7 separate regions of the Mus musculus genome follow, and all the other regions are linked to region 5. The links are chromatin contacts, called in public Hi-C, HiChIP or PLAC-seq and promoter capture Hi-C maps. All regions are on one chromosome and are shown on one strand. Each heading gives the region's core, a stretch centred on a gene start, on an enhancer-like site or on the middle of the called end of the contact. The rest is flanking DNA. Distances are from core to core; before and after follow the strand shown.

The links. Promoter capture Hi-C pulls out the DNA fragments that hold promoters and counts their contacts. A called contact is a pair of places that touch in the nucleus more often than the background predicts. HiChIP or PLAC-seq counts read pairs in DNA pulled down with a chosen protein or histone mark. Capture Hi-C pulls out chosen DNA fragments and counts their contacts.
Region 1: an H3K4me3 HiChIP or PLAC-seq map of bone marrow-derived macrophages shows a contact between it and region 5, with 4 times the contacts expected there. The contact joins the promoter of Rufy2 here to the promoter of Ddx21 in region 5. A contact is called at or near these places in 8 of 39 promoter capture datasets (the 3T3-L1 cell line, the C10 cell line, cranial neural crest and 5 more), 2 of 484 Hi-C or Micro-C datasets (both in CD4 T cells), 7 of 115 datasets of contacts at active chromatin or transcription factors (the 230-238 cell line, the SCID.adh cell line, bone marrow-derived macrophages and 4 more) and 3 of 9 other capture datasets (adipose tissue, liver and pancreatic islet).
Region 2: a contact with region 5 is called in a promoter capture Hi-C map of stem cell-derived epiblast-like cells, with 2.1 times the contacts expected there. The contact joins the promoter of Atoh7 here to the promoter of Ddx21 in region 5. A contact is called at or near these places in 4 of 39 promoter capture datasets (cranial neural crest, pre-B cells, second pharyngeal arch cranial neural crest and 1 more) and 1 of 484 Hi-C or Micro-C datasets (embryonic stem cells).
Region 3: a Hi-C map of embryonic stem cells shows a contact between it and region 5, with 3 times the contacts expected there. The contact joins the promoter of Tet1 here to the promoter of Ddx21 in region 5. A contact is called at or near these places in 5 of 39 promoter capture datasets (cranial neural crest, embryonic stem cells, hematopoietic stem and progenitor cells and 2 more), 1 of 484 Hi-C or Micro-C datasets (embryonic stem cells), 2 of 115 datasets of contacts at active chromatin or transcription factors (bone marrow-derived macrophages and stem cell-derived neural progenitor cells) and 1 of 9 other capture datasets (pancreatic islet).
Region 4: a promoter capture Hi-C map of neutrophils shows a contact between it and region 5, with 2.9 times the contacts expected there. The contact joins the enhancer-like site here to the promoter of Ddx21 in region 5. A contact is called at or near these places in 1 of 39 promoter capture datasets (neutrophils), 1 of 484 Hi-C or Micro-C datasets (CD8 T cells) and 2 of 9 other capture datasets (adipose tissue and liver).
Region 6: a promoter capture Hi-C map of pre-B cells shows a contact between it and region 5, with 2.8 times the contacts expected there. The contact joins the promoter of Hnrnph3 here to the promoter of Ddx21 in region 5. A contact is called at or near these places in 10 of 39 promoter capture datasets (the 3T3-L1 cell line, 3T3-L1-derived adipocytes, the C10 cell line and 6 more), 4 of 484 Hi-C or Micro-C datasets (CD4 T cells, double positive thymocytes, embryonic stem cells and 1 more), 8 of 115 datasets of contacts at active chromatin or transcription factors (the SCID.adh cell line, astrocytes, cardiomyocytes and 4 more) and 3 of 9 other capture datasets (adipose tissue, embryonic stem cells and liver).
Region 7: a promoter capture Hi-C map of adipose tissue shows a contact between it and region 5. The contact joins the promoter of Hk1os here to the promoter of Ddx21 in region 5. A contact is called at or near these places in 2 of 39 promoter capture datasets (erythroid cells and pre-B cells), 5 of 484 Hi-C or Micro-C datasets (CD8 T cells, double positive thymocytes, natural killer cells and 2 more), 2 of 115 datasets of contacts at active chromatin or transcription factors (the SCID.adh cell line and effector CD8 T cells) and 3 of 9 other capture datasets (adipose tissue, liver and pancreatic islet).

The regions. Positions count from the first base shown.
Region 1 is chr10:62,977,996-62,982,076 of GRCm38.p6, reverse strand. It overlaps Rufy2 (RUN and FYVE domain-containing 2), which reads right to left and starts at 1,825. Exons shown (of 18, transcript NM_027425.4): 1 at 1,745-1,825. The coding sequence starts at 1,748.
Region 2 is chr10:63,098,036-63,101,916 of GRCm38.p6, reverse strand. It overlaps Atoh7 (atonal bHLH transcription factor 7), which reads right to left and starts at 2,132. Exons shown (of 2, transcript NM_001364648.2): 1 at 1,381-2,132; 2 at 637-1,181. The coding sequence starts at 1,761. The coding sequence ends at 1,173.
Region 3 is chr10:62,885,965-62,889,908 of GRCm38.p6, reverse strand. Tet1 (tet methylcytosine dioxygenase 1) reads left to right here and starts at 2,585. Exons shown (of 13, transcript NM_001253857.2): 1 at 2,585-2,737. All of the region lies in intron 2 of Gm51805 (a long non-coding RNA gene), which reads right to left.
Region 4 is chr10:62,319,314-62,323,237 of GRCm38.p6, reverse strand. The region is part of intron 1 of Hk1 (hexokinase 1); the gene reads left to right. Among named protein-coding and RNA genes, the nearest start is that of Hk1os, 19 kb to the left of the region's middle. Within about 2 kb of position 2,642, at least 131 of the 459 cell types and tissues checked have an H3K27ac peak or open chromatin away from gene starts, as enhancers often do. A contact at or near this core is called in CD8 T cells, adipose tissue and neutrophils, where this site is marked.
Region 5 is chr10:62,600,275-62,604,081 of GRCm38.p6, reverse strand. It overlaps Ddx21 (DExD box helicase 21), which reads left to right and starts at 1,784. Exons shown (of 15, transcript NM_019553.2): 1 at 1,784-1,954. The coding sequence starts at 1,868.
Region 6 is chr10:63,021,551-63,025,186 of GRCm38.p6, reverse strand. It overlaps Hnrnph3 (heterogeneous nuclear ribonucleoprotein H3), which reads left to right and starts at 1,338. Exons shown (of 10, transcript NM_001079824.1): 1 at 1,338-1,467. It overlaps Pbld2 (phenazine biosynthesis-like protein domain containing 2), which reads right to left and starts at 675. Exons shown (of 10, transcript NM_026085.2): 1 at 451-675.
Region 7 is chr10:62,337,917-62,341,527 of GRCm38.p6, reverse strand. Hk1os (hexokinase 1, opposite strand) reads right to left here and starts at 1,294. Exons shown (of 3, transcript NR_168630.1): 1 at 1,116-1,294. It overlaps Hk1 (hexokinase 1), which reads left to right and starts at 1,107. Exons shown (of 18, transcript NM_001146100.1): 1 at 1,107-1,515. The coding sequence starts at 1,453.

The sequences.
Region 1 (4,081 bases), core at 576-3,075, 380 kb before region 5:
ATTAAGAGCATTTGCTGTTCTTCCAAAAAGCCAAAATTTGGTTCCCAGCATCCACTAAGATGGTTCACACCTACTTGTAACTCTAGCACCAGGTGGCCAAATGCCCTCTTTTGACCTCTGAGGTCAACACACACACACACACATACACACCTTTATTTCAAAATCAGGCAGTGGTGGCTTGCATCTTTAATCCTAGCACTTGAGTTAGAGGCTAGTCTAGTCTACAGAGTGAGGACAGCCAGGCCCACATATTAAAACTGTCTCAAAAAAAAAAAAAATCAAAATACACTAGCAACAAAATAAAAGGTAAAGTTATCAGATTCCAGAATCTCCCAGAACAAACATCACAGGGAAAACAACAACAACAGAAAAAAAAAAAAAAAATCAAAATATTTTGACAAACCCAAGGTAGTCTTCTGTGCCTTTGACCTAAGCAACTAGGAGATTGGTTCCAGGCCGGCCAGGGTTACACAGTAAGACCCTGTCTCGAAAAAAACACAACTCCCAGGTCAAAAGAAAAGAAAAAAAAAAAAAAAAAGGAAAGAAAAAAATTCTAGTACGGGCTGGAAAGAGGTTAATTCCCCATACCTGTGGTAAGCGCTTAACTCCAACTCCAGGGAGACCCGACGCCTCTGGAGGCCCCTACACTCAGGTACACACTCATTAAAAATAAAAATAATTTTTTTTAAACCAGCTGTTCCCCCAACACTCTAAACACTGCCGAGTGGCACAAATATTTTTCTGCGAAGATAGCAAAAGAGATGTGAAAACCAAACCTAACATTTATTAATCTCCAGAGAACTCTGCCATGTAGCTGTTTCTGTAGTCCCAGCGTCTGTGATTCTTGGGTCCAGCCTGGTCTAAACAGAGTGTTCTGAGGCAGCCAATGCTATATAGAGAGACCTGTCTCAAAAACAACCTTCAAGTAAATGACAAACCCAGGTGGTCAGTGCGTTCACAATTTAGTGGCCCACTCAAAACAAAACAAAACAGCTGGGCGTGGTGCGACACACTTTAATTCCAGAATTTGGGAGGCAGAGGCAGGAGGGAATCTCTGAGTTCGAGTCCAGCCTGGTCTACATAGCTAGCTCCTGGACAGCCAGGACTATGCAGTGAGAACCCGTTTCGAATAACAAAACAAGAGTCCCCTTGCTCTGGCACTTGGCTATGGTTTGCATCCCAGCTCTCTTAGGCTGACTTCCTCCGCAATCTGAAACAGCCCGGCTGGGTGATGAAGGATATGGCCACATCTTTTCCTCCACTCTCCGTCGAGGTGTGATTCCCTCCGTCCACCCCCGCTCCCGAAGTGAAACCACCTGACGTTTAATAATCGGCAGAATTCTCTTTTTAAGAGTGTTCATCACAACCTGTAACCTGCACCGGAGGAGCCTAGGACAGCGGCTGTGCAGCAGCGACCGCAGGTGGGGCTCCTCGGCAGTCCCTAGAGGCGGCCCCGCTCCCTCTGCGCCCCCAGCCTGCAAGGGGGCCCCGCGGAGCGCGCTCCTGGCACTACACCGCTCCCCTCCCCAGCCTTCCGCCCTGCATCCGCGTGACTGGGAAGCCATCCCTGTCCCTGGACGCCCTGGTCCCCGCCCGTCCGCCGACCCCAGCCGCCAGGCCCCAGGGCGGGCGGGGCGCAGGGATGCGGGCGGGCGGACGTTGCCATGGAGACCCCGGGAGCCCCCGGTTCCCGGGTGACTGCGTGACCCAAGCGAAGGATGGTGACCCCGGCTGCTGCCCTTACCCATGGCGGCGGTGCGTGCGGGACACGGGCTCGCGGAGCGGGTCAGCAGCTCCCCGCAGGCGCGCGGCGGCCACCGCGTCTGGCCCGGCTCGGCGCTGCCACAGCGCCCCTGGCGGCGGGAGGACGCCACGGCCGCGTGAAGCTGGTCCCCGCCGATCACCCCCACCCCCACCCCAACCCCCATTTGACCAACCCTGACAGCGTCAGAGAAAGAGGCGTGACGGGGACCTGGGGCACAGCGCCAAGGGAGGATGTAGATGCGGGCCTCAAGCTACCTGTCAAGGTTTCATCCTTGCAGGCTGGATGGGTTTAAGGAACACACCGGCCGACTCGGAGCTAGCCGACAGATTTTAGAAAACCTCACACAATTAGCAGAGCCGGCGGCTTGTAATGCCAGCATTTGAGAGATGGGAGTTAGATGGATCCGTAGTTGAAGACCAGGCTCACTTACATAATGGATTTGAAGCTCGCCTAGTCTCAAAGGAAGACACTAAATCCAGCTGCTAACCCCAGCACTCAACAGGAGTGGACGCAGGAGGACTGCTAGGACCTTGAGGTTACTCTGAGCTACCTAACAAGTGCCAGGTCGTCTAAGGATAGCTACAAAACCCCTGTTGCATGTAACAAAATGTGATACTTTGTAAGTGGGTATGGTGGACCTAGAAAATACCAACTCTTAGGAGTTGGAGGAAAGACACAAGACCCCAGTTCCATGTAACAAAATGTGATACTTTGTAAGCGGGTATGGTGGACCTAGAAAATACCAACTCTTAGGAGTTGGAGGAAAGACCTAGAGTGTTTGTTGCTTAAAAAAAAAAAAAAAATCCTTTCCTTAGTGAGGTGTAAACAACGTCTACCAAATGCTTCCAAAATTCTGAGGACACACCAAAAATGATTAACACCGTTCCCGCTGAAGAAGCAGTGAGTTATGGGGGATACTGGGGAGGACTTCGAAATCCCTCTAGGAATGATGACTCCTTCCTGGCTGCAGATAGTCACCCCTCCACTAGCCCCTCCCTTCCTATATGTTAGTTCCTCCCTAAGGCCATTTGCAGTTAGGGTAGAATTGCATACAACAGCTTGCAAGAGAAAGACTGGTTGTTCCTGTGAAGGTCCCATGACCCTCCCTCCCTGCCCTCCTATGAGGGAATTCAAGTCAACTTGCCCAGCTGTGATCTTTTGCAAGCAGATGTAGGCCAGTTTGCTGAAAACAGTGGTAGTTTTGACTCAGTCCTGTACAACACAGTTCAAGATCATTCTCCCAGACATTCGAGATTTCAAGGCCAGCCTGGGTTATACAGGGCTGTCTTTTAAAAAATGCACAGGCACACACACACACATGAATGCTTCCTCCTGCCTTTCAACTTGCCATAGATAAAACTTGCAACAGGCACCTGGGTGTGCTGCCTGTCATATACCTATAACCCCGGGATCCACCCTTCAGGCAAAAGCAAGCAGATCTTGATTCCGGAGCTAATAAACCCATCTCAAAAACTTAAACCACCAAAAGTGGGTAGACAGATGCAAGTCACAATGTTAACTCAACACTCTGGTTTAGAATGTTAAGAGATAGTTGCCTGAATCCAGCTGTCTCGGGACCAACGTCCATTCTGCTGGCAGAGTCAAAACTGAGTTCATGGTCCCAGGCCCCAGACCCAACACTTATTCTGCTTCTTCAGGGGTTTCATGTTTGTCTGTTATCCAGTAAAGGGGGGGTTGCCTTATCTAAAACAAGGCATGCAAGCATTGCTGGGGGTGAACTACCTGACTGCATGCAGCTTGCCCACTCCTTTGTTCCCTTATCATTCTGAATTCCAGACCAGAGTCCAGGGGGAGACCTGACTGCAAATCTGAATCAAGGACCTTGAAACCAGGTGACCCTGATAAGGCCCAGTCACCAATGTTTTAAGTCCTTGCTCAACCCCCTTGTGTTAAAATATGCTGGACAATGCTATGGCCCGGCCCATGCTTTGGGGTTCCATCCTTAAAGATGCTGTACAATTTCTCTTCTGGATCATAGTGAACTCCGAAGTCTGTTCTGTGTCTGTGAGCAATCAGTAGTGGCCTGAGCACTATAAAAACTTGTCATCTGCTAAGATGAACGTTCAAAGGCACAGTCTCCCGAGTCTGTGCTATAGTCTCTGGCCGGCCAGATTTTGCTGCCTAATTCAAATAAAGATCATGCTTTGCTGGGCTCTTGTGTTTCACTTAGGGTTTCATCGCTGCGAAGAGACACCAGGACCAAGCCAGCTTTTCTACAGGCAAGCATTCAGTTGGTGCTGGCTTGGTTTCAGAGGCTCAGTCCAGGATCACAAGAAGCATGGCAACATGCGAGCA
Region 2 (3,881 bases), core at 883-3,382, 500 kb before region 5:
GTGTCCTGTTTTTTCTAACTGTGAACAGGCTTTTCCCCCAATTCACACAGTATTGTTGAGCACAGCCTCTCTAGATGAAGGCTTTCATCTGTTCGTGGCTCAGCAAACTTGTTAAAGCGATCTAAATCCATTCCGTGTGTATAGACACTCTCTTTTGACCATGATGGTAGTGAAGCCTTCACTGTTCAAATCGTAAATTATAAGGAAAACACTTCCACAAGCAACATTAATTTTCCTGTTGTTATAGAAACAGGAATACTCTTCTGGGTGGCTATGCATCAGCATCTGCAGATGTGTACAATTGTGTGTGTGGATGTTCCTGCACACTTGTTAGAATGGATGTATCTGGATACTTATAAGATAATTTAGTAAGGAAACTAAAATATTGAATATTAAATATCTTCGTACCTGATAGCTACATGTTATTTCAATTTAGCTTAATGTTACCCAGGGTGATTCTCCTGCCTATTTTTGAGAAAGCTGAGATTGTAAGGTGAGCCACCACACTGGCTTGGGAGGAATAAAACCACTCCCTGTCTATACCCGGACGCATTCAACATCACCCCTCCCAATAGCTCTTGAGTGTCTCTAGGAAACTAGTAGAATATGTGTAAGTTCAAAACACACTCACATTAGTATTTTACAAAATCTATATTTTAATGTGTACAGTTAAAAAAATACAGAGCGCTCATACCCAAGTACTCTACCAGCTCCCCAACCCTCGACCCCAGGGGGGAAAAAAAAGTCTTACTCTATCTGATGCATGCACACACAATATACGGAGCATAAATGCATTTACACCACAAGGTAGCTGCTCAGAACATAAACAAGTCACATAATACAACTTCGCCCAATAGGGACAAACTTGCACAGTTTAAGAAGGTAACTAACTGTCTGATGGTTTAGTACCAGTCTTATTCAATCTTTTTTTTTTTTTTGACATGGGGTCTTAAATATTTAAATATATATGTTTCTCCACCTCCTGAATGACGCTAGGATTACAGGCCGTGCATCACCGTGCTCTGCCTAAGCGGCAGCTGGGGCTCAACCCCACTTTTATACATGCAAGACAAGTCCTCTACAAACTCGGCTAGACCCCAGCCCCGTTGTCTTAGGCTAAAAGGAACAGAGCATTATTTTCACAGCAGTCCAAAGTCATTCGCGATGTCCACTCATGAAACCTACAAAACACAAGAGAAGTGGAGATAGGGAGGCAATGAACTCATTTCATCTACCTGTTTGAAACGGGAAGGAAATTAAGCAGAAAAGGTGATTGAGTTTTCTCCCCTAAGACCCAAATGGCCCCGAGGCTTAGCTGGCCATGGGGAAGGGCTCCGGCTGGAAGCCGAAGAGCCTCTGCCCATAGGGCTCAGGGTCTACCTGGAGCCTAGCACCCGGGAAAGGGAGGTAGGGGTGATCGCGGCCCCGCTGCTCGCAGCGCAGCCCGACCCAGTCCCGCTCGGCTTCGGCTAGGATGCGGGTGAGCGCGATGATGTAGCTGAGCGCCATCTGCAGTGTCTCGTACTTGGACAGCTTCTTGTCCTGGCCCCACTGCGGCACCACCCTGCGCAGCCGGTCGAACGCCGTGTTCAGCCCCTGCATGCGGCGCCGCTCGCGCGCGTTGGCCGCCAGACGCCTGCGCGCCGCGCTCTCCAGCCGCCCGGGCCCCGCGCACGAGACCGCGCGCTCGGCTGCGCCCGCGCACGGGGGCGCGCCGCGAGCTCCCGCCGGAGGGCCGTGGGGTTTGCAGGCCGACTTCATCCACGCTGCCGCTCTGCAGGACTCCCAAGAGTGAATAAGACACAGACGGAGCGACTCACGTGCAGTCAGTCAGTGGCCAGAGGACACTGTGTGGGACCCTAGCTTGGGTCCTGCTGGGAAGTCCCTTCCCTTGCCCAGATGCAGTGGAAGTGATGCTCAGGAAAAAGTCATTCCTCCCCACTCCACCCCAAACACGTAAAGTTGAACGAGGAGGAAACTTTCTTGCAGTTTGCTGCGGATCGTTCTTGGGGGTCGGGGATAGAAAGCCTTTCCAGTTCTCTGGGAAAGCCTGAGACTGCTTTTCGGGGTGACGAAATCTTCCCAGAAGCTCTGCTAGGTCAGGAGCGTTTGGACAGCTTGCAGTAGATGTCGGACAGAGCGATGAGGGAGGAGAATTTATAGCCCAGGGCTCAAGGAGGGAACAGGTGGTGGCAGGTGGGCGGGCGTCCCTCCGCTCCCATCTCAGCACCTTCCTACCCTGGGAACGGCAGGGGGGAGGGGGCGACGCACAGCAAAATCCTGACATCATTGCCTTCGTCTGTTGAAGTGTCTCCAAAGCTATGTCCAACGCTAACTAACACACCATCTGGAGTGGCCTGGTCTGACTGTCCCCAATAGAATAAGAAGGTGGGGGTGAAGGGAGAGCCTGGTCCATCTTTTCCCAAACCAGCAGGAAGCTTACATATCAAAAAACAAAGGCCGGGTTTTTAAATGATTAAGTAGAAAAATCATTTTGCGGGAAGATGTTGCTTCTAACATTGCTAGGGCGTATCCGAAGGTTATCAAGATTTTGCTTTGTTAAGAAGCGGCGATAAAGTATTAACATTTTCATTTAATTTACTAAATAAATTCATACAAATTAGGAAATCCAAATACTGTTGCAGGCCTGGAATGTGACTCTGTGAATAATTTCTGTGAAACAACTTAAGATGAATCCAAAGATACAAATGTGTCAGTGTTCACCTCGATACTATGTTCTGTGGGTTCCAAGGCCTTGACAGGTTTATTCAGCAGCTCTATTTCATTTTCTTGTTCATTAATATTGAGCCACAAACTGAAATGATAACTAATCGCTTCATTGTTTACCATTTAAACTTAACAAGACATCTTCATGCACGTGTGTATGCAAAAACGGAAACATCTAAATAATTTGGGGAGTTTAAAAAAATCTTAATGCATTTTCTTTTTGCCTGTCTCTTATACCACTAAAAATATTTCATGCAATTCAGTGTTGTTCTATGTCCTCTGTCCTCAAGAACAGTAACAAAACATGATTTCCACCACTGATAATTATTAGATTTACACAGAGAAATCTTTAATTATCCCCTCTCGTCTCAGCTTGTTTCTTGTTTTTCAGGGGAGTGTAAAGGCAAAGAAACAGGCTCTAATATTTTCAGTTCTATATTTCAGGAAGGGCCAAGGAAGCTCTCTCTCCTTTCGAACCATGGATGTAACCTCAGATTTTTTTGTTTAGTTAAATCGTCTACATACAAATCAAGAGGCCTTTTAACTTGGACTTGTTTACCCCGCTGGTACCTCAGACTACAGCCCCAACACCACCACCCTGACTTCAAGCCCCGTCTTCCCATAAATAGTTTATTAGTCCCCAGCTAAAGCACTGACGGGGAAATGAAGTTGAATAACTTGAAGACAATGGGAAGCAATTGAACATTAATAATCTTCAGAGCGACAGATGTTGGACACAGACTTTTTGCACAGAGCCACTCAGCTCCATCACTCCTCGGTCCTAACAGTCACGTTGGGAGCAGCAGTTCTGCGCTGGGAACAACTGTGTTCTTTAGTCATCAGGATGTCAAACGTTCGCTTTTTAAGGTTTTCGCAGAAGTCTGCTTTCTTTGGGCTATTGTTCTTCGTATTAATTTAGCTCACCCTCCTCCCCTGAAGAGTCCCCTCTAGGAGACACCGCGGATTATCTCCCTGCACAACAGCCCATGTATTCCTGCCCATTAGTGTCCAGAGTATTAATAAGACATATGGTTTTGCAAATTGTGTATCCGGGATAGGTTAAGATTTCTTGGTCCACCTAACCAGAGAATCAAAAGCATTATCATAAAGGGGAAGAAGAAACACTGGAACACAAGCTACATGTGACATGAAAT
Region 3 (3,944 bases), core at 1,336-3,835, 290 kb before region 5:
AATTAATTAATTAATTAATTATATGTAAGTACACCATAGCTGTCCTCATACACTCCAGAAGAGGGAGTCAGATCTCATTTCAGATGGTTGTGAGCCACCATGTGGTTGCTGGGATTTGAACTCAGGACTTTAGGAAGAGCAGTGGGCACTCTTAACCGCTGAGCCATCTCACCAGCCCCAAGACCTGAGTTTCTTAAAGGGGTCATGGAACAGTCCCTGGCAGACAAGACTGATATGCTACACAGTTGCCAGTGGCAAATTGCTTGATGGGTTGAGGAAAAGTCCACAAACCTGGACACAGAACTAACTATTCACTGCTGAGGTGGTGTGAGCAGAGAAATAAAAATATGTTGTTTGTTTCCTTCATATGACTAGAAAACATCAGAAAAATCCCAGCTCCTGATAAGCTATTGTAAATGGAGTAGTAACTGCCTTGCATGCTATTATCTCTGGAGACATTGCCTTTAGTACCAGTCCTGCTTCGTCCTTTTTTGAGTCCTTGCATTAAGCCTTGCCTTCCTGTGAATTTTTGTATTCTCCTGTTCTCTTAAATTTGTGCTTATGCCAAATTGTGGGAGTGAGTTCTCGACACCCTGATGTGTGGATTTCAAGGATCAAACTCAGATCTGTAGGCTTGGCCAGAGGTACTGATAATCTGTCCCATTTCAAAGGCCCGACTTTATCTTTTTTTTCTTTTTTAAAAATTAAATTTATTAGAGGCAGGTGGATTTCTGAGTTCGAGGACAGCTTTGGTCTACAAAGCAAGTTTCAGGACAGCCAGATATACAAAGAAACCCTGTCTCAAAAAAAAAAAAAAAAAAAAAAAAAAAAACCAAAAATTATTTACATTCCAAATGTTGCCTCCCAAAGGCCCAACTTGAAAAGAATTTTTTTTGTTGTTTGTTTTTTGAGAAAAGAAAATTTTAAGTCCGGCATGGTGGCAGAAGCCTTTAATCCCAGCACTCGGGAGGCAGAGACAGGTGGACAGGGGTGTTGGGGCTGGAGAGATGGCTCAGTGGTTAAGAACATTTACTGCTCTTCCAAAGGTCCTGAGTTCAATTCCCAGCAACCACATAGTGTGGCTCACAACTTTTGTAACAGGATCAGATGCCCTCTTCTGGTGTGTCTGAAGACAGCTCTAGTGTACTTGTCATATATATAAAATAAATAAATAAAATCTTAAAAAACTATTACAGGGTCTCACTCTATTAAGGCTGGCTGGGAAAAGAGATGTTTGCCTGGTTTTGCTAGAGTGTTTTGTCTTATTTGTCTAAAAACTTATCTGTCAATATTTCTCGCACTTTATAGGTATGGGAAGGAGAATCAGTTCAAGGTCAAAATCTAATAGAGAAAGGGAATGAAAGAAAAATAAAGAAAAAAAGAGAGAGCCAGGTTTGCTTTTTTCTATTGCAAAGATTAAATTGAGGCCTCAGTCTTCACCTCTGAGCAGAACTCAGCTAGAAGTGCATTTCTGACCTCCAATCAGGTTACTTTATAATCCCAGCACTGGAAAGGCTGTGGCTGGAAGATTCCTGCCTTTGAGGGCAGCCTGGGCTACACAGAGACTTTTAAAAGCTAAACAAACAAACCCGTTATAGCTGGTACCTAGTTAAGAATACATTTAAAGGATTTATTTAGGGTGTAAGCTTGACAGTTTGGGACTATTTCTCCGAACAATCTAGGGACATTTATTTGTTTTATTTTGTTTTGTTTTTTTGAGACAGGATTTCTCTGTATAGCCCTGGCTGTCCTAGAACTCACTTTGTAAACCAGACTGGCCTATAATTCAGAAATCCACTTGCCTCTGCCCCCCAAGTCCTGGGATTAAAGGCATCTGCTAGGCTATCGAGGGACATTTATATACCACAGTTCAGGTATGGAATTGGGGGAGTGGAGTGTAAAGCCACAAGCCAGTTTTCTCCCTTCCACCTGAAGCAGTAGATTTCCTTGTCTAAGGGCAGACTTCTGGAAGAAGAGAAAGCTATCTTACCTTGGGATATGCCTAGTTAAAGTCAAGCCTGAACCTCATGGCAGGAATTTCTCTCTTACTGTATTTCCATTTCCTATAAAGTGATTATGATCACTAATGAGTCCGCAGTCAATGGCTAATCAAAATAAAGATGTAGGGAAAAAATCAAAGCTAATTTGATTTCTCTTTGGTCTTGAAGTTGGTTTGACACCTCTAGGATGTCACCTGGATGACCCGACTCGCTTCTGGAAACATTCGTTTTCGAGATACCTTTACTCCCATCTGATTAGAGATACTCTGACTCCCATCACTGAAAGAGATGGTGACCTGTAGATTTCAACACTCCTTTGACCTAAGAAAAAAGGGGAGGGAGCGCGGGCGGAATTTCAGGAAAGCCTAGGAAGGAGTGGACAGGAGAAGGGTCGAGAGGAGTCCGGCTCCGATTTGGGAAAATCCAGCTCGCATTTTGCCTCTCGCTCAGCGGTACAGGGTCCAGCAAAGGCTGTGCCCCAGCTACACTCCTAGAGGTCTGTACTGGGGAGACACCGCTGCTCTGGGGGGGGGCGAGGGCTGACCTGGCTGGGAGTACCCGCGCACTCCGCTCGTGGAACACTGCACTCTGCAACTGGTTTGTACAATCCCGGGGTCTGTATTCGCCCCTGGACGTCCTCTCCCTCCCTGGTCATGTACCTCTACCTGCCTCTTCTACGGGAACATTCGCGGAGCAGCTCCCCAACCCGGGTGCTCGGGCCCTGACCGTGCCGGATGGTAAGTGTCCATCCTAGGCCCGCCTGAACTCCTTGGCGCGTGCCGGAGCCTCAGGCTCCAAAGTTGCACGGACCAAGACCCGCTGGAAAGTTTGTCCAAGGATTGGTGCAGGCTTCTAGCAGGGGTGACCCGCGCTGCCCTGGGATCCAGAGGCAGTTTAGGGTGAGCTGGGGCGGCAGCAAAGAGCCGGGGAGTTGGGAGAGGGTACTACTCCGTGGCGGGACGGAGCTGGGGGGCGGATCTCGATCGGGCTAGGACTTTGCACGCCGCGATGCTTGGTGATGACTCGTGCGAGTCAACTCCGCGCCACGACCCCCTATCCCGGGCCGCTCCGGGTCTTTCGTGGCGGGTGACTAACAATGCTCGCGGGGGACCTTACAGCGCTCCCCAGAAAGTTTAGTTAGCCCTGGCTAGGATCGGTTCGCATGGGGACCTCCAGACTTGGCATCAACTGGAGATCCTGTAGGGGAAACGCATGTATGGCCTCTGGGAGGTCCCCAGACAGGAGTTCTTAGAAAGTCTGGGAGTCTGCCTGTAGGGAGGCGATAGCTTTTGCCAGCGAGGAGTGGGGAGCGCGAGCTGTCGGGTTCAGAAGTGTCTCACGCGTTTGAGACGTACCCCATCCTTCGCGGATGAACCCTAGAAAGGGGTTGCTGGGAGCCACTTCGGGAGTGCAGGGGACCTGGAGGTCTGGGAAAGGCTGGTCCGGAATTGGGAGGTTCAAGAAGAAGCAAGAAAGTAGGATATGTTGCCAGCGCCGAAACGCAAGTTTTTGGAATGCTACTGACTGGTTCTGGGATCCTGGAGAGGGGATTGAGGGCGTACGTGTGCTCGCAGCGGCAGAGTGAGTGCCTAAGACTTATCGTGCTGCACGTGAGCTCCGGGAGCTCGCGGTCCCTGCCTGGGCTGAAGAGACCACCGCCTACTCCGCGGGGTAGGGAAGCAAATCTTCCTTTTTCCGGAGGGGTGTGCTCGCCTATGATTATTCCAGCGCTGGGTTGGTAAAGGCATAGAGATCTCCGTGAGTTTCAGGGCAGCTAGGGCTGCATGGTGAGACCAGTCTGAAAAAGCAACTTCCCCTTTCTCTTACTCTCTCCTTCACCTCCAGTGTTCGCCCATTAATCCACAGGAATGAGTCAGGAAAGAAGTGTCCGGCTCCAGTTGCCCTTTGGGAACTGAACTGGGTACGTTTCTGACCCACTAAAAT
Region 4 (3,924 bases), core at 1,393-3,892, 280 kb after region 5:
TAATTTTTAAATATTTTTTGGTTTTTTTGAGACAGGGTTTCTCTGTGTAGCCCTGGCTGTCCTGGAACTCACTTGGTAGACCAGGCTGGCCTCAAACTCAGAAATCCGCCTGCTTCTGCCTCCCAAGTGCTAGGATTAAAGGCGTGCACTACCATGCCCGGCTAATAAAGTCATTCTTAAGGTATTTCTTAAGAACTGAAGGAGTTGAGAGAGCACATGATTACGTCACTCGGGGATGGGGAAAGATTCTTTGAGTTCACTCTTTGAGCATGACTAAAATCTTTTTTTTTTCCTAATTTTTCATTAGGTATTTTCTTCATTTACATTTCAAATGCTATCCCAAAAGTCCCCCAGACCCTCCCGCCCCACTTCCCTCCCCACCCACTCCCACTTCTTGGCCCTGGCGTTTCCGTTCCCCAGTACTGAGGCAGATAAAGTTTGCAAGACCAAGGGGCCTCTCTTCCCAATGATGGCCGACTAGGCCATCTTCTGATACATATGCAGCTAGAGACACCAGCTCTGGGGGTACTGGTTAGTTCATATTGTTGTTCCACCTATAGGGTTGCAGACCCCTTTAGCTCCTTGGGTACTTTCTCTAGCTCCTCCATTAGGGCCCTGTGTTCCATCCAATAGCTGACTGACTGTGAGCATCCACTTCTGTGTTTGCCAGGCCCCAGCATAGCCTCACAAGAGACAGCTATATCAGGGTCCTTTCAGCAAAATCTTGCTAGTGTATGCAATGGTGTCAGCGTTTGGAGGCTGATTATGGGATGGATCCCCGGGTATGGAGGTCTCTAGATGGTTCATCCTTTCGTCTCAGCTCCATATTTTGTGTTTGTAACTCCTTCCATGGGTGTTTTGTTCCCAATTCTAAGAAGGGGCAAAGTGTCCACACTTTGGTCTTCGTTCTTCTTGAGTTTCACGTGTTTTGCAAATTGTATCTTGTATCTTGGGTATGACTAAAATCTTGATCTGTTAAATGAAAGTATTGGCTCCATCTGAGCAGCGAGAAGAGCCGGAGGGAGGGAGGTTTGGCAGGTGCTTAACCCGAACCCAGCTGTTCTAGAACACATGAGAAAAGAAGGGGCGAGCCCCAAGTAGGGGCTACCCTATTGTGATGGTTTGTATATATGCTTGGCCCAGGAGATGGCACTATTAGGAGGTGTGACCTGGTTGGAGTAGGTGTGCCACTGTGGGTGTGGGCTTAAGACCTAGCTGCCTGGAATCCAATATTCTCCTGGCAGCTTTCAGATGAAGATGTAGAATTCTCAGTTCCTCCTGCACCATGCCTGCCTGGATGCTGCCATGAGCCCCCCTTGATGATAATGGACTGAACCTCTGAACCTGTAAGCCAGCCCCAGTCAAATGTTGTCCTTATAAGAGTTGCCTTGATTATGGTGTCTGTTCACAGCAGTCAAACACTAACTAAGGCTCCTATGTAGAGTTAAGGTGCTGCTCCCACTTAGAAGCCCCAGGACTTTGTGGAGCCTCTTCGGTTCTGTTTCCTCTTCTCTAACGTGGAGACAGTGGCCTCTCCTGGTGGCTTTGCCTATTGAAGTGGCAGGGAGAAAACCAGCCAATACCCGGAAACCCCTGCTTCACGTCTGGCACTCGGCGTTTGCCTTGTTCCCGCTCTGGCTCAGGTGAAAGTCCTGGATGCAAACGACAGAGCTCCTCTGCAAAGGCTAGTGCCCATGGCCTTAGCCCCCTCTGGTCTCTATATCAGTTGACCGCCATCCATGTGCCCACTTCTTAGCCCTTTGCTCCCCACTGCCCAGGTTGTCTCTATGAGACGCTGTACCTGGAAATCTCTGTTTAGGAGCTGTCCTGAGCAGTTTCAGGCATCTGTTGCTTTGCCTAATTCTTTTTTTTTTTTAATTTCTGAGTTGGAGTCTCGTATAGCTCAGGCTGACCTTGAACTTTTATAGTGTGTGCTTGTGAATTGTGTATGCTGTATGTGTACATTTGTGTGTGTGTGTGTGCACACGTGGCTGGCTAGTCATTGAGTTTATTGGAGACCCGCCTCAGCTCCCGACCACCACCTCCCAACATTGGGATTAAGGGATGTATAGAATGTGTATGAGTCTTACATGGGTGCTGGGGATTTGAACTCAGGTTTTCCTGCTTTCATGGCAAGTGCCCTTACCCAGTGTACAAGGCTGGCCTCAGACTTGAAATCCTCCTGCCTCAGTCTTCCAAGTACCAGCAATGATGGGTCACCACGCCCAGCTCTCTCTTGTTCTCAATTCCCATGGAGAGTGGACAGCAGAGGTGAAATTTTCCACAGCCACGCCCTTTCCATAGAAAGTGAAAGTGCCCATGTTGTCTGTGGTCACTGGCAATCCTGTCCTGACCGGCCTGCTCGATTGGGCATGTCTAGTCTTGAATTGGTTTTTTGTGCTTGTCCTTTTGGGATCAGGAGGGCGGGACTGGGATCAGGCACTGCCATGTGGGTAAATAGGGCCTAGTGCCAGGCTACCAGTTCTTTCATTGGACATAGGGATTGTGGCCAGGGTACTTGGCAAGGTGACATTCTCTTCGCTGATGGCATCTGCTGCCTCAGCCCGAGTCCATCTGTGCAGGGTTCTGAGCTTCAAGGCCCTGTCAGTCCACACCGAGGAACAGTGAGGGCTGACTCATGGATGTGGCTAGTCCCACGTGGGGTGGTGGCCTGAGCCCTGGAGGCTGATCCTGGCTCAGGCAAGGGCTACAGAACTGGCTTGGCACAGGGTATCCATGTCCCTGTTCACCCGAGAAGATGTCTATAGAGTCATGTGATGCACCCATGTACCAGAGTGAGCATGTGACAGTCTAGAGAGTGAGAGTTGTGAGAGAAACCACCCAAAGATGTGCTGTGCTGAGCCCTCCCCATGATCAATTTTAAGACAGGGTTGTGGATAGGACAAAGCCTGTGGGCACCAATGCCTAGCCAAGGCAGCAGGGGGCAGGTGCAGAATCACAATAGAAGGTGTATGTGTAGTGTGTGGTGTGGTGTGTGTGATTGTTGGTGGTTGAGTATATGATTGTGAGTGTGTATGTGTGTGTGTGTATATGAATGTGTATGTATGTGTGTGAGTGTGTGGTGTGTATGTGGTGTTTGATTGTCTGTGATTGAGTATATGATTGTGTGTATATGTGTGTGTGTGAAAGTGAGTGTGTGGGTAAGTGTGTGTATGTGTGTGAGTGTATATGTGTGTGAGTGTATGTGTGTGAGTGTGTATGTATGTGTGTGACTGTATGGAGTATGTATGTATGTGGGTGGTGAGTGTATGTGTAGTGTGTGATTGTGAGTATATGATTGTGTGTGTGTGAGTATGTATGTGTGTGTGTTTGTGCGAGTGTTTGAATGTGTCAGTGTGTGTATGAGTGTGTATGTATATGTGTGAGTGTGTGTGTGGTGTGTGTGATTGTGATTGAGTATATGATTGTGAGTATATATGTATGTGTGTTTGAGTGTGTGTATGAATGTGTATGTATGTGTGTGAGTGTGTGTATGAGTATGTATGTGCGTATGCATGTGTGTGTGTGTGTGTGTGTGTGTGTGGTTGGAGGAGAAGGTACTATATAGAGTGTTCTTCTGATTCACATAGCCCAGGGTCTCGTGCACCCGCTGCCATGCCTCCTGAGCCACGATGGATTGAATCCCTGTGGTGTGAGCCAGGTTGACCCTCTCTTTCCATTAAAGCAAGTGTGGTGTCTGGAGAAGGGGTGGACTGAGGTAGACAAGCTTGTGGTCTGTAAGTGTCTTGGCAGGGCTGAAGATGTGGTAAAGGGAGGCGTTGCCCTCCCGTGGCTTATTAGACCTTTGAGACGATGGACCCCGTGGAACTGAAATGTCCTCGAGTCTCACACTAGTAAAGGAAAAGGCTGGAGCCCAGGTGCCAGCCGGAGGAGGAGCTTGCCTCCTGGGAAGGGATTCCATCT
Region 5 (3,807 bases), core at 535-3,034:
TTTCAGCCTTCTGAGGCTCACCTCAGACCCCAAGTCCAAACGCAGTGCAGTGCTCAAGATTTGAATCCAGAGTTTCTTTCACTACACTCCGTTGTCTCCTCAAAATTAGCATACATTACAATGGATCCATTTAGAAATATCTTAGGGCCTGTGAGATGGTTCAGTCCATATGGTGTTTGCTACCTCTTGATGCAAGCTTGAAGAATTGAGTTCGATACCCAGAACTCACATAAAGAAGAGAATCGGTTTCACTTTCATTTTTCAAACTACTGTGATAAACTGTCTCCCAAGTCCCCGAATCACTGGTTCTTCAGAAGAAGTTCTAAAACGTATTACCAGTGTGGTCGTGCAAATATTTAATCCCAGCATAGGCAGATCTCTGAGTTCAAGGGCAGTCACGGGTGTACAGTGAAAGCCTGACTCAAAACGAGCATTGTCACTGATCATTCAATTGGCCTCTTTCCCTTATCCAATGGTAGTAGTAAACTCTCCAACTTAGGCATCTTTGGGAATCCATTCCTAGTCTCAAGGCCCTGTCAAGGGGCTGAGTGTGCCCTCAAACCCAGTGATAACTGTCCATCTCTTACATTAGTCTATAACAGTGGTTCTCAGTCTTCCTAATGCTGTAGCCCTTTAATGCCTCTTACGTTGTGGTGATCCCCAACCATAAAATGAATTAATTTTAGTTGTTGAGGATTTAGCTCAGCTGTAGAGCGTTTGCCTAGCAAGCGCAAGGCTCTGGGTTCAGTCCTCAGCTCTGAAAAAAAAAATTGCTACTTCAAAACTGTAATTTTGCTATTGAATCTTAATGTAAATATTTGATATATGACCACTGGTAAAAGGGTCGTTGAACCCCAACGGAGTGTCGACCCCCTTGAGAAACTTTGGTCTGTAGTGCTTGAGGACAAGCAGGGCTTGGATGTTATTAGAATCCTGTCTGTCCACTCTGGAAGCAGAGGCAGGCGGATTTCTGAGTTCGAGGCCAGCCTGATCTACAAAGTGAGTTCCAGGATAGCCAGGGCTACACAGAGAAACCCTGTCTCGAAAAACAAAACACAAAAAAACGAACCCTGTCCGTCATACAAGAATACCCGGAAGTTTATAAAGTGCACACATGAATAAAGGGCCAGACTTGTGAATTGTGGGTATTTTTTGTTGTTACTTGGGGTCGGGGAGAGAGCTGTTGAGACAATCTCATCATGTGTCGGGCTAGCCTTGAACTATGTGCACCACGCTGGACTCGATAGAGATCCATCTACCTCTGGCTCCTGGGTGCTGAGATTAGCGGCGTGCACCCCATATGCCCTGCCTATTCTGGTTCTTTTAAATTGTTCATATTGTGCAGCACGCATATGCGTGTCCTGGGTGCCACTGAGCGCGTGCACGATAAAACTGCACAGCTGGTTCTGTTTTCCAGGGATCACAAATTCAGGTCACCAGAACTGTGGTATCTCGCCGGTCCCTGAATTCCGGTGCTCACCAAAGCACCTGGGTTTATCTGTCACCACCCAGCCGTTTTCCACAGGTAGCGTACACATCGCAGCTTTTCATGGGAAAATGTTGCCAGCTGGTAATCCCAGACTCGGCAAGCGGAGGCAGCAGGGTAAGATTCAAGGCCGTTCTCCAAGTCTAGCCGTGGCGATCCCGCTGTCGTTAGACCGCGCAGAGCACCTCCACGCCGCACACACGGGTCTCACCCAAAGCCGCGCGAACCGCAGCCTTGCCGGTACACGCTACTTCCGCCGGATGCACTCCGCTGCGGAAGTGACGAATAGGCCCGGCTGAGGGGCGGTCCGCTTTCTCTGTCGCCCTCTCTCCTAGCACGCGGTTGAGGAAGCCGGTAGGCCTGAGAAGCTGCTGCTGAATAATGCCGGGAAAACTCCGCAGTGGGGCCAAGTTGGGCTCAGACGGGGCCGAGGAGAGCATGGAGACGCTGCCGAAGCCAAGCGAGAAGGTGAGCCTGGGGGGAGGGGGGTGTCCCCGAACTGGGCCGGGCCGGGAGCTCGTGGCCGGCCCTCTGACACGCCGTGTCGGCTGGTCAGGCTTGGGAGTGCGGAAGGGATTGCCGATCGCGTCACAGTGCGGACCAGAGCCGAAGACGGCAAAGTCTGAAACTTGCGCACATGGTCGGCATCTGCTGTGACACACAGACACAGTTCCCTCTTTAAAAAAGAAAAGAAAAGAAAAAAAAAAGAAAACCCAAAACAGAAAACGTGGTTGGCTAAGTGATCACCCTATTATATAGAAGGATCTGTGTGAGCACTGTTAAATCGCCTTGTCTCTTCTTAATTCCTTGCATAAAAATATTAAACTTGTGACAGTATCTATCAAAGTAGGAGGGTTCGGAAATTATCCCGGAACTCCTATGTTGTACGACTTAATTGAGTTTTTTTTTTGCTGTCTCTGTTGACTTTGAAGGTAGGAGCCTTTTAAAGGAGCAGCAGTAGTATTTGAATTAGGTGGAAATCACTGGGCGCACAGCGTTCACATCCGCGTGTTCAGCTGCCTGATGCTGAAGTCAGGAGGGAGGGACCTAGCTACGCGTTTATATTCCGAACTCGACTTACTGTTTTTCATATATGTAGTAGATAACATGTTCATGGGGCGGAGAGATTGTCCACGATACAGTATTTTTAAGATGGTTTTTGTGGTACCAGGACCAAACCTTGGGCAGCTCACGTGTTGGCAGGTGCTGTCCCACTGTAGCTCTAGCCCTTAGCCCAGCGGTTCTCAGCCTGACAGATAATCTGCAGATGTTTATATTATGATTCATAACGGTAGCAAAAATTAAAGTAACAACGGGATAATTTTCTGGTTGGGGGTCACTACAATATGAACTATTTGAAAAGTTGAGAATCGCTACCTTAGGCCATGATTTGAGAATTTAGTCCATTATGATTTAGTCTTTACTGCCTGGAACACTACTAGAGTCTATCTAGTAGGTGGCTAATAATCGGTACAAATTTTCCATATGAAAAGTTGCACATTTAAATAAAGTCCAAATAAAGTTTCACAGACGCAAATGATATATGAATTTTTTTGGTAGTTTTGTTTCATATAGTGTCTACGAGAATCCACATTGAAGTACACATTTCTTGAGTGTTTTACCATATAGAAATTTTGGAGGGAAAAGAAACCTGTTGTTGCTGTTATGAGGACACCCAAAGTTTGCTTGCTCGCTCTCTCTCTCTCTCTCTTTCTTTTCTTTCTTTCCTTCCTTCATAGTTACCTTTTGGACAGTGCTTGCTCACTGATACTGTGTGTGTGTGTATGTATGTATGTATGGATGGATGGGTATGCTTGCCCCTGGGGTTACAGAAGTTTGAGGTCAATGTTGGGTGGGTGCCTTTATCACTTATTTTCCCCACTCTCACTCACCCTACCCTCCACCCACAGACAGTTTTTCTTTTTTTTTAATCTTTTTTTTTTTTTAAAGATTTTATTTATTATTATAGTAAGTACACTGTAGCTCTCTTCAGACACACCAGAAGAGGGAGTCAGATCTTGTTACAGATGGTTGTGAGCCACCATGTGGTTGCTGGGATTTGAACTCTGGACCTTCGGGTGCAGTCGGGTGCTCTTACCCACTGAGCCATCTCACCAGCCCCCACAGACAGTTTCTCTATAGCCCTGGCTATTCTGGAACTTGCTCTGTAGACCCGGCCGGCCATGAACATAGAGATCCACCTCCCTCTAACTCCTGAGTGATGGGATTAAAGTGTGTATCGCCACTTCGCTGGCTTGTAGTGATACACACTTTTGGGGACACCTAGGCTGGCTAGCTGCCCACTCCAGCCCCACCAGCTA
Region 6 (3,636 bases), core at 89-2,588, 420 kb before region 5:
AGGAACTGCTTACCATGCCATTTCAGGAAGTACTTAATAAACCTGAGCTATGACGGCTTCTAGAACATACTTTGATTTTCCTGTCTGTAAGTATAAGCACACTGCGCCCCCCCCCCCTTCTCTGAAGGATATTTTGGGCTATAAAATCAGTAGAGTACTAAAGACTTTCAAGTAGGTTTGAAGATGAATTAAAGCCGTGAAATACAAGTTTCCATACAAGAAAGTCATTGGCCTCTTGGCTCTAGTATAAACATAAATAAAAATTCATAGTAAATCAAATCCAACCTTCCACACTGCCACTACTCCACTCCACATGGACTTCCCAGTGTTTGTAGCACAAAGAAATCTTTGGATGCACACTGAAGGGTGATTCCAACCCAGCCCCATCCACGTTCACAGCCTTAGTCTGTCCAGCCCGGCCTCTTTTCGCCCTCTGCTGTCCGTACCCACCTTAATTAGCTTTGCTCTCCCAAGTCTCTCAACACCAGGGTGGCCCTCCACCTTCCCACAGCCTTTCCATGTGCAATTTGTGTTACAACTTTAAAAAAGCCATAAACGGGTCGGGAGCAATCTTGGTAGCACGACAGAACCTCCACATGCGGTTTTTTTAGGTGTCTCCTGCGAGCACAATTTTTAGGAATACCAAACTCTTACTTAGATAAAGTCTATTGCCGTGAACCACAGACCCGTCACCCGGGTTTAATGGAGAGAAAAACCGAACCTGGCAGGTAGGAAACCAATCAAGGCGCCAAGGCTGCCTACGCAGGGGAACAAAGGGGATGCCCCAGGCTAGGACGGGAATCCTGCTGGGTTTAGACGCTTTGTATCTTCGCAGGCGCAACATTCATCTTTTTTTCTGATTGCATAATGCAAATATGGTGGACCAGCAAAGCCGTCCCCGGGTTGGGGGGCGGGGTGACAGAAACCACGTGGCTCCTTCCGCGCGGGGGCCTTTGTGGGATCTATTCCCAGTGGAGCAGATAAGAAACTTAGCAAACCGCGTGACCACGGCTCCTCAGAGGCCCGTGGGGAGGGACAAACGTGAGCTCCGGGGTTCAGAGGGTTGGTCGGTCGGCGGGAGCCAACGGAGTCCGCCACAGCCCACTCGCTGCGACTCCACGCCCACCACGGTGGCAACCGGGCAGGTCCCGAGTGCGCAGGTGCGCTGCGCCCCGCCCCCTGGGAGACCACGCTGTCACTCAAGTATCGCGAGAGCAGCGCGGCAGAGAGGGGGTGGGCCTGGGCAGTCGGCCCTGCCCCCTCCCTCTCTCTCGCCCCCCTCCCATCCCCCCTCGGCAGTCGCTCGGCTGCGCAGCTCCTAGAGCGGTTGGCGCGGCGGGAGACGGTTGAGGGGAGCGAGGGAGCCGAACCGTTGTGGCGAGCGCTCAGCAGCGGGCGAGCCAGGCGTCCCTGCCCGCGACCAGACCCGCGCGAGCGTCGGTGTAGGCGTTGCTTACGCCCCACAGGGTATCTGAAGTAGAAGGGGGGGTAGGTTGGGCCGGCGGTGCCGACAGCGGAGTCGGGAGAAGGACGAAGAGCCCGGGAGCGGGTGAGGGAACGCGGAGTGGCCGCTCGCTCGCTCTCCCCCGCCGCTCGGCTGCCGCCATCTTGGGGGCCGGTAGCGGTCGGGTCGCCTTCCCGCCTTTCCCCCGCTCGGGCTACTTTGTCGCCTCCGGCTTACGGGAAAGTGTCCGGCAGGAGAGAGTGCGGGCGGGAGATCCGAGCTCTCCGGTAGGGATGAGGGTGGGGAGCTCAGCGAGCCGGGAAAGCGGGACGCGCTCCGGGTGGAAATGGCGCTCGGCGGGCCCGGCCACCCACCGGGGCCTCCGGTGCTCTCGAAGGGACTACCTGGGGCCGGCGGGGCTGCGAGGGGCTGCTGACGCAGACTCCAGGGTTGAGACAGGGGGAGCTGGGGGCGGGGGAAGGAGAAGCCAGTGACGACGAGGGCGCTCCGATGCCAGATGCAGGACAAAGGCGGCCGCGGTCCTCCTTTGTAATTCCGCCGCTCGGTTGCGATGGCCTTGGCCGGGGGCCGGAGGCGGACTGTCCCCTATCTCCCGGGTCTCTAGGGCGAGCTGGGCAAACGGAAAATCTCCGGGAGGAGGCAAAGGACGCTTAGCCGACCTTTTAGTCCCTATTTGGAACTGCGGAGAGAGTCCGTTGCGCATCTCCAAAGAATTACCACCCACCTACCCCATGTCCCCCTCTTAGGTGTCGACCAAGACTTTTCATTTTGGAAGAGAAGTGCATGGCTTTTCTAATAGGAATAGTGCAAAGTGGGTGTGTTTCAAACAGGTCCGGGCCAGGTGAACTGCGAAGGTGCTGCGTTTAGGCAAGGGTGGAGAGTTAAGTTGTGTTTGGGGTAGTTAACTCTCCAGGAGTTGTGTTTTGTGTCGTTTTGTAATTAAGGCCGAAAGCCCAGTGCATTTCGTTTCATTTGATGGCTGAGCATGTTTAAAACTTGTATCGAACTGTGGTGTTTTGAAGCCGAAATAGGTCTCTTAAAGTGGAAGCCGAATCGCGTACCTAGTTGACGCGTTTTGGGTCCTTAAATTGGAAGCCGAATCGCGTACCTAGTTGACGCGTTTTGGGTCCTTAAATTGGAACTGTCATTAATTTTCATTGAAAATGGGTTAAAAAGGAAAAAAAAAAAAAAGCACATTTGGGCCTGAAAGTTAACTTGCTCATGAGTAATGGGAAAACTGTTAACGTACATTCCAATATTTAAAACAAAAGCTGGATAAAACGCCCAATCGTATTTTGTGAGTTCCAGGGCTATAGAGCAAGAATCCGTCTCAAAACGAAAAAAAAAAATCTCCAAGAAACAGATTACCACCTAGAAAAAGGAGGGTTTTTGGTTTTTTTGTGGCTTTTTTTTTTTGTTGTGTTTTGGTTTTGTTTTTCCTTAGACAGGGTTTCACTGTATAACCCTGGCTGTCCTGGAACTCATGTCACCAGGCTGGCCTCAAACTCAGAAATTTACCTGCTTCTGCCTCCCAAGTGCTGGGATTAAAGGCGTGCACCACCACGCCCGGCCAAAAAAGGAGATTCTTCATGGACTTTGGAAATGCAGAGGGTTCAGATCTACTATAACGAACTAAAAGATACGTCCACATTTTCTTGATTGGGTTACATTAGAAATGCCTTTACTTTTTTTGAGACAGGATCTTGATGTAACTGGATGTGTACTGAAGGCCTCCCTCTTGGAGCCTCTGTCTCCCAAATGTGTTTTGCTTTATTTTGAGATAAGGTTTCATTGTAGACCATGCTGGTCTTGATTGGAGGATCTTGATATTTCTGCCTCCCAAGTGCTGTGAGCCACCATCAACTTTTTTTTAAAGTGGTATACCACAGATTTTAGTACATTGCTAGTTATCAGACCCTCACTTCAATCCGGTTTTAAAAAACGCTTCTATCATTTCAAGAAGATACATGTACCAACAGTCATCCCATGACAGTGTTCTCTATGTCAAACCTCAGAAGCAACAGATCAGGTTCTGCTTTTTGTTTGTTTGCTTTTTAAAGATTTTTACGTGTTTGTATAGTTGGAATAGTACATAGTCTTTTGTGACTGAAATTTTTGCTTTCTATTTAAAGTCTCAAAAATGTTACTAAAGCTGGCTTCATTTTAACTGC
Region 7 (3,611 bases), core at 45-2,544, 260 kb after region 5:
GTTAGGCCCTCCCTGGGCCTGGAAATGGCGATATACAGGTTGCGCCCCCCCCCCCAAACTTTAACCTGTAGGCTCCCAAGTTCATTCTATGAGAGTACTTCCCACTTAATTTGTTAGACACAAGTGTTTATGCTCTTTCACAAAAATCATGGGGTGTAGACATCAGTAGTTACAGCTCCATCTTAGGGGTAAAGAAGTGACTGAGGACACATCTGCACCTGCCATTGGGCAGGGTGGGGATGTGTCCTGGATAGAGGTATCAGGTCTACCACCTCTTTCTCAGTGGGCAGTGGTGGCTGGAAGGGTCCTGGGGTACTTGAGGGGTGTTCCAGGCATGGGCTCCTAGCCCCCCAGGTGTGGGCTAGAAGTTAGCCTCTATAGTTCCCTCAGGACAGATGCTGCAGCCCTGGTCATGGGAACATGGCCTGCAAGGGAAGCTTAAGTAAGAGACACTGCATACAACGGCCAGGTCACCAGCACTGAAGCTAAGAAAACCCTGCCCGACTCCTGAGCAGCAACTGTAACGCATTGCCTCAGACTCCTCACCTGTAGAATCAGAGCCACTTCTGTATGTCAGAGTTCTTACTTGTCATAAGGTACAAATACGATTTCCCCTCAACCTGAGTCCTGAACAGTACCCCCAACCTCCCAGAACCCGGATGCCCAAGAGCTAGAGAAGGGTGGGAGGATCGGGACAGGCTGGGAATAGGCCAAAATTCCCACTCGGGGACCATGAGCTCTTACATGATGTCACAGGGGCAGGCGCTTTGGGTTTCGCTATGTGAACTCTGACAGGCTGTGGTGGGACTCCGAGCATCATCCTTAGATTTTGGATCCTCGATGGCAGGCAGGCACAGGGACCCAGTGCAAGATCTGTGAAGCCGCCTAGTTTCGGCTTCCGCTCTCTTTCCACGCCCACTTGTGTGCTTCCCCAACAGGGAGGATGGGAGGGGTGGGGGACGAGCCCTAATCTCCGAGGAAGGGGTGTGGCTCCGTTCGCGTTCTCCAGTTTGTGGTGTCCTGGATCTGTCCTCTGGTCCCCTCCAGATCGTGTCCCACACCCCACCCACTCTGGCTTGGCACTGTGCCACCACGCGTGACCGCGCGCTCCTTACGTGGGGAACGTGCAGGGTGATGCCTCCTTTCCGGCGCGGGAGGGAGCGGCCGTCATTCTCCTGCTCTGGCTGGGAAGCCCCAGCCATAGCGCGGCAGTGGCGCCTTGTAGCCAATGGGGACTGAGGAGGTGGGCCGGCTGGCGGTTGTCACCCTCCCGGGGACGGGAGCTCGGAGGTCTGGAGAGAGCAGGCAGACGCCCCGCCCAGGGACTGAGGGGGAGGAGCCAAGGGAGGAGGAGGTGGAGTCGCGGATCCGCCGCTGGAGGACCACTGCTCACCAGGGCTACTGAGGAGCCACTGGCCCCACACCTGCTTCTCCGCATCCCCCACCGTCAACATGATCGCCGCGCAACTACTGGCATATTACTTCACCGAGCTGAAGGATGACCAAGTCAAAAAGGTGAGCCCCGCCGGCGCCGCCCTGGCCACAGCCTTGCATTCCCGCATCCGCTCGCCACCGCCTGCATCCTCCCCCCGGCCTCTCCCGGCTAGACAGCATCTAGTTGGACTACAGGGTGCAGGCGACAGGCCTCATGCTGGGATTCACCCGGGCATTGTGGGCATGCGGGCGTGCTTGTGGTTTGAGGAGCTGGGCGGCCGGCTGAAGACCCCCCCCCTTCCTCCCACGGCTGGATTGCATACTGCAGTGTCCTTGAAAAGGACCATGGATGTCAGATGGGTACCCGCACGCAGTGCCGGGCTGAGACCTGTCTAGGTGGGGACCAGCTGGCCTGTCTATAGGCCTGTTTTGAAAGGTCCACGCGCGCCGTGGGCGGGGAAGGTGTGATCGCCGAGATAGGCTGGGGAGGTGAGTGAGCAGCTGGCGGGGGTGCTGGCTGGAAGCCAGGCATCCCATATTTGGGGTTCCCATTTGGAGAATACGATGCCCTCCTGAAACTGTCACTGGGCTCCCCCAGCTGTTGCAGCTGCTCCTTACTCTGAGGACGGGGTGACCCGCCTGGCTTTCCGGTGAGGGGAGGGGAGCAGAGGCCACCGGAAACTTTGCTCATAGGCCTCAGGTCGAGAACCGCACGTCTGAATGGAATTTTTTCTTCCTCTAAACCTGTAATTTCCAGGCAGTCTCAGCCTAGGAGCTCAAATAAGACACTTTAGTCACTTGAAGAGCTCGGAGGGGTTGGCATTCGTTCCTTGTGACTTGTGAGTTCTTGCACATGGACGCTGGGTCCTAGGGGTGATGTTCATCTAGTATAAAGTGCCGTCTGCTGGTGGGTCTTAAAGATGTACCTCACTTTTCTGCCACCATCAGTAAGACGGGATGTTTTTTTCCTGAGATAGACTAAGTTGGTTAGGAAAACACCTAGGACATTTTTATTTGTGCTATGGGTATGCCTTACCTACCCTAGGATAGGTTAATAGCATCATCACCCTGACAGACACTGGGACAAGAGGTACTATCTACAGGTGAGAGGCGGCAGTGACTAGGCTCTGTCCTTTCCTGGCCTGAGACTTCTCATCCTGCACCTTCAGAAGCAGTCTTACCGGGGACTGTGACCTCCTGAAGGTCACACAGCTGGTTAGAGGTGGAGTCTGGGCGGGGCTCTGACCCTCCTCCCACTCGAGAACTTGACCAAGACTCCCCCTGGGTGTCAGCTGAAGGGGAGGTGCTGAGAGACAAGACTGTTGGAGATGCAGCTCTTATCCTGAATAGGGACCAGGAATAGGGTGCTGAAGGGCTTCACTGTCAATCTCCCACCCCCACCCCCATCCCTGACCTGATGTCAGGGAGCTATGCATCAACACGTGTAATTGCTTGAGTTTCTTCCATGGCGGTGGACATGCTTATCCCATGGAAAGGGAAGATAGGAGGGCAGAGTGCACTTAGGATAGGCCTCCCGAATCAAGAGTCCACAGCTCTCCCACTCTAGATACCCTCTGTGGCTCAGGCGTGCAATGGTGGGTGGAGGCCCAATGACCTTGTAAACTAAGCCTCCAGCCTCACACCCACAGCCACCTGTGTGGCTGCCAGCTGCCTGGCTGCTCCCTGACACCGTGCTGGGTGGCCACCGGTGGCTGAGTTGGACTAAGGCGCTCCACTACAAGTGGCCTGATTCACCTCCGTCCCATTCCATCTCCCAGGCCCTGTGGGTATCTGAGCACCGATTCAAACGGTGCCTAACTAAAGCCCTCACTCTGAGATTGGGATATCCCCTCCCCCACCTCTATCCCAGAGCTTTGCTGGAGCAAGGTCTCTAAACTGAAACTTTCATTTCGTTCTGTGTAGGAGATCCTTAAAAACAAATGAGCTCTCAGCCTGACGGTGGGTGGTGGCTCAAGCCTTTAATCCCAGCTTTTGGGAGGCAGAGGTGGATCTCTGTGAGTTTAAGGTCAGCTTGGTCCACAGGGCAAATTCCAGGTCAGCCAGGAATACAGAGAGAAACCCTGTCTGGAACCACCCCCCTCCAAAAACAACAACAACAACAACAACAACAAAACAAAAACAAAAAAGCCAAAACAAACAAACATACAAACCCTCAA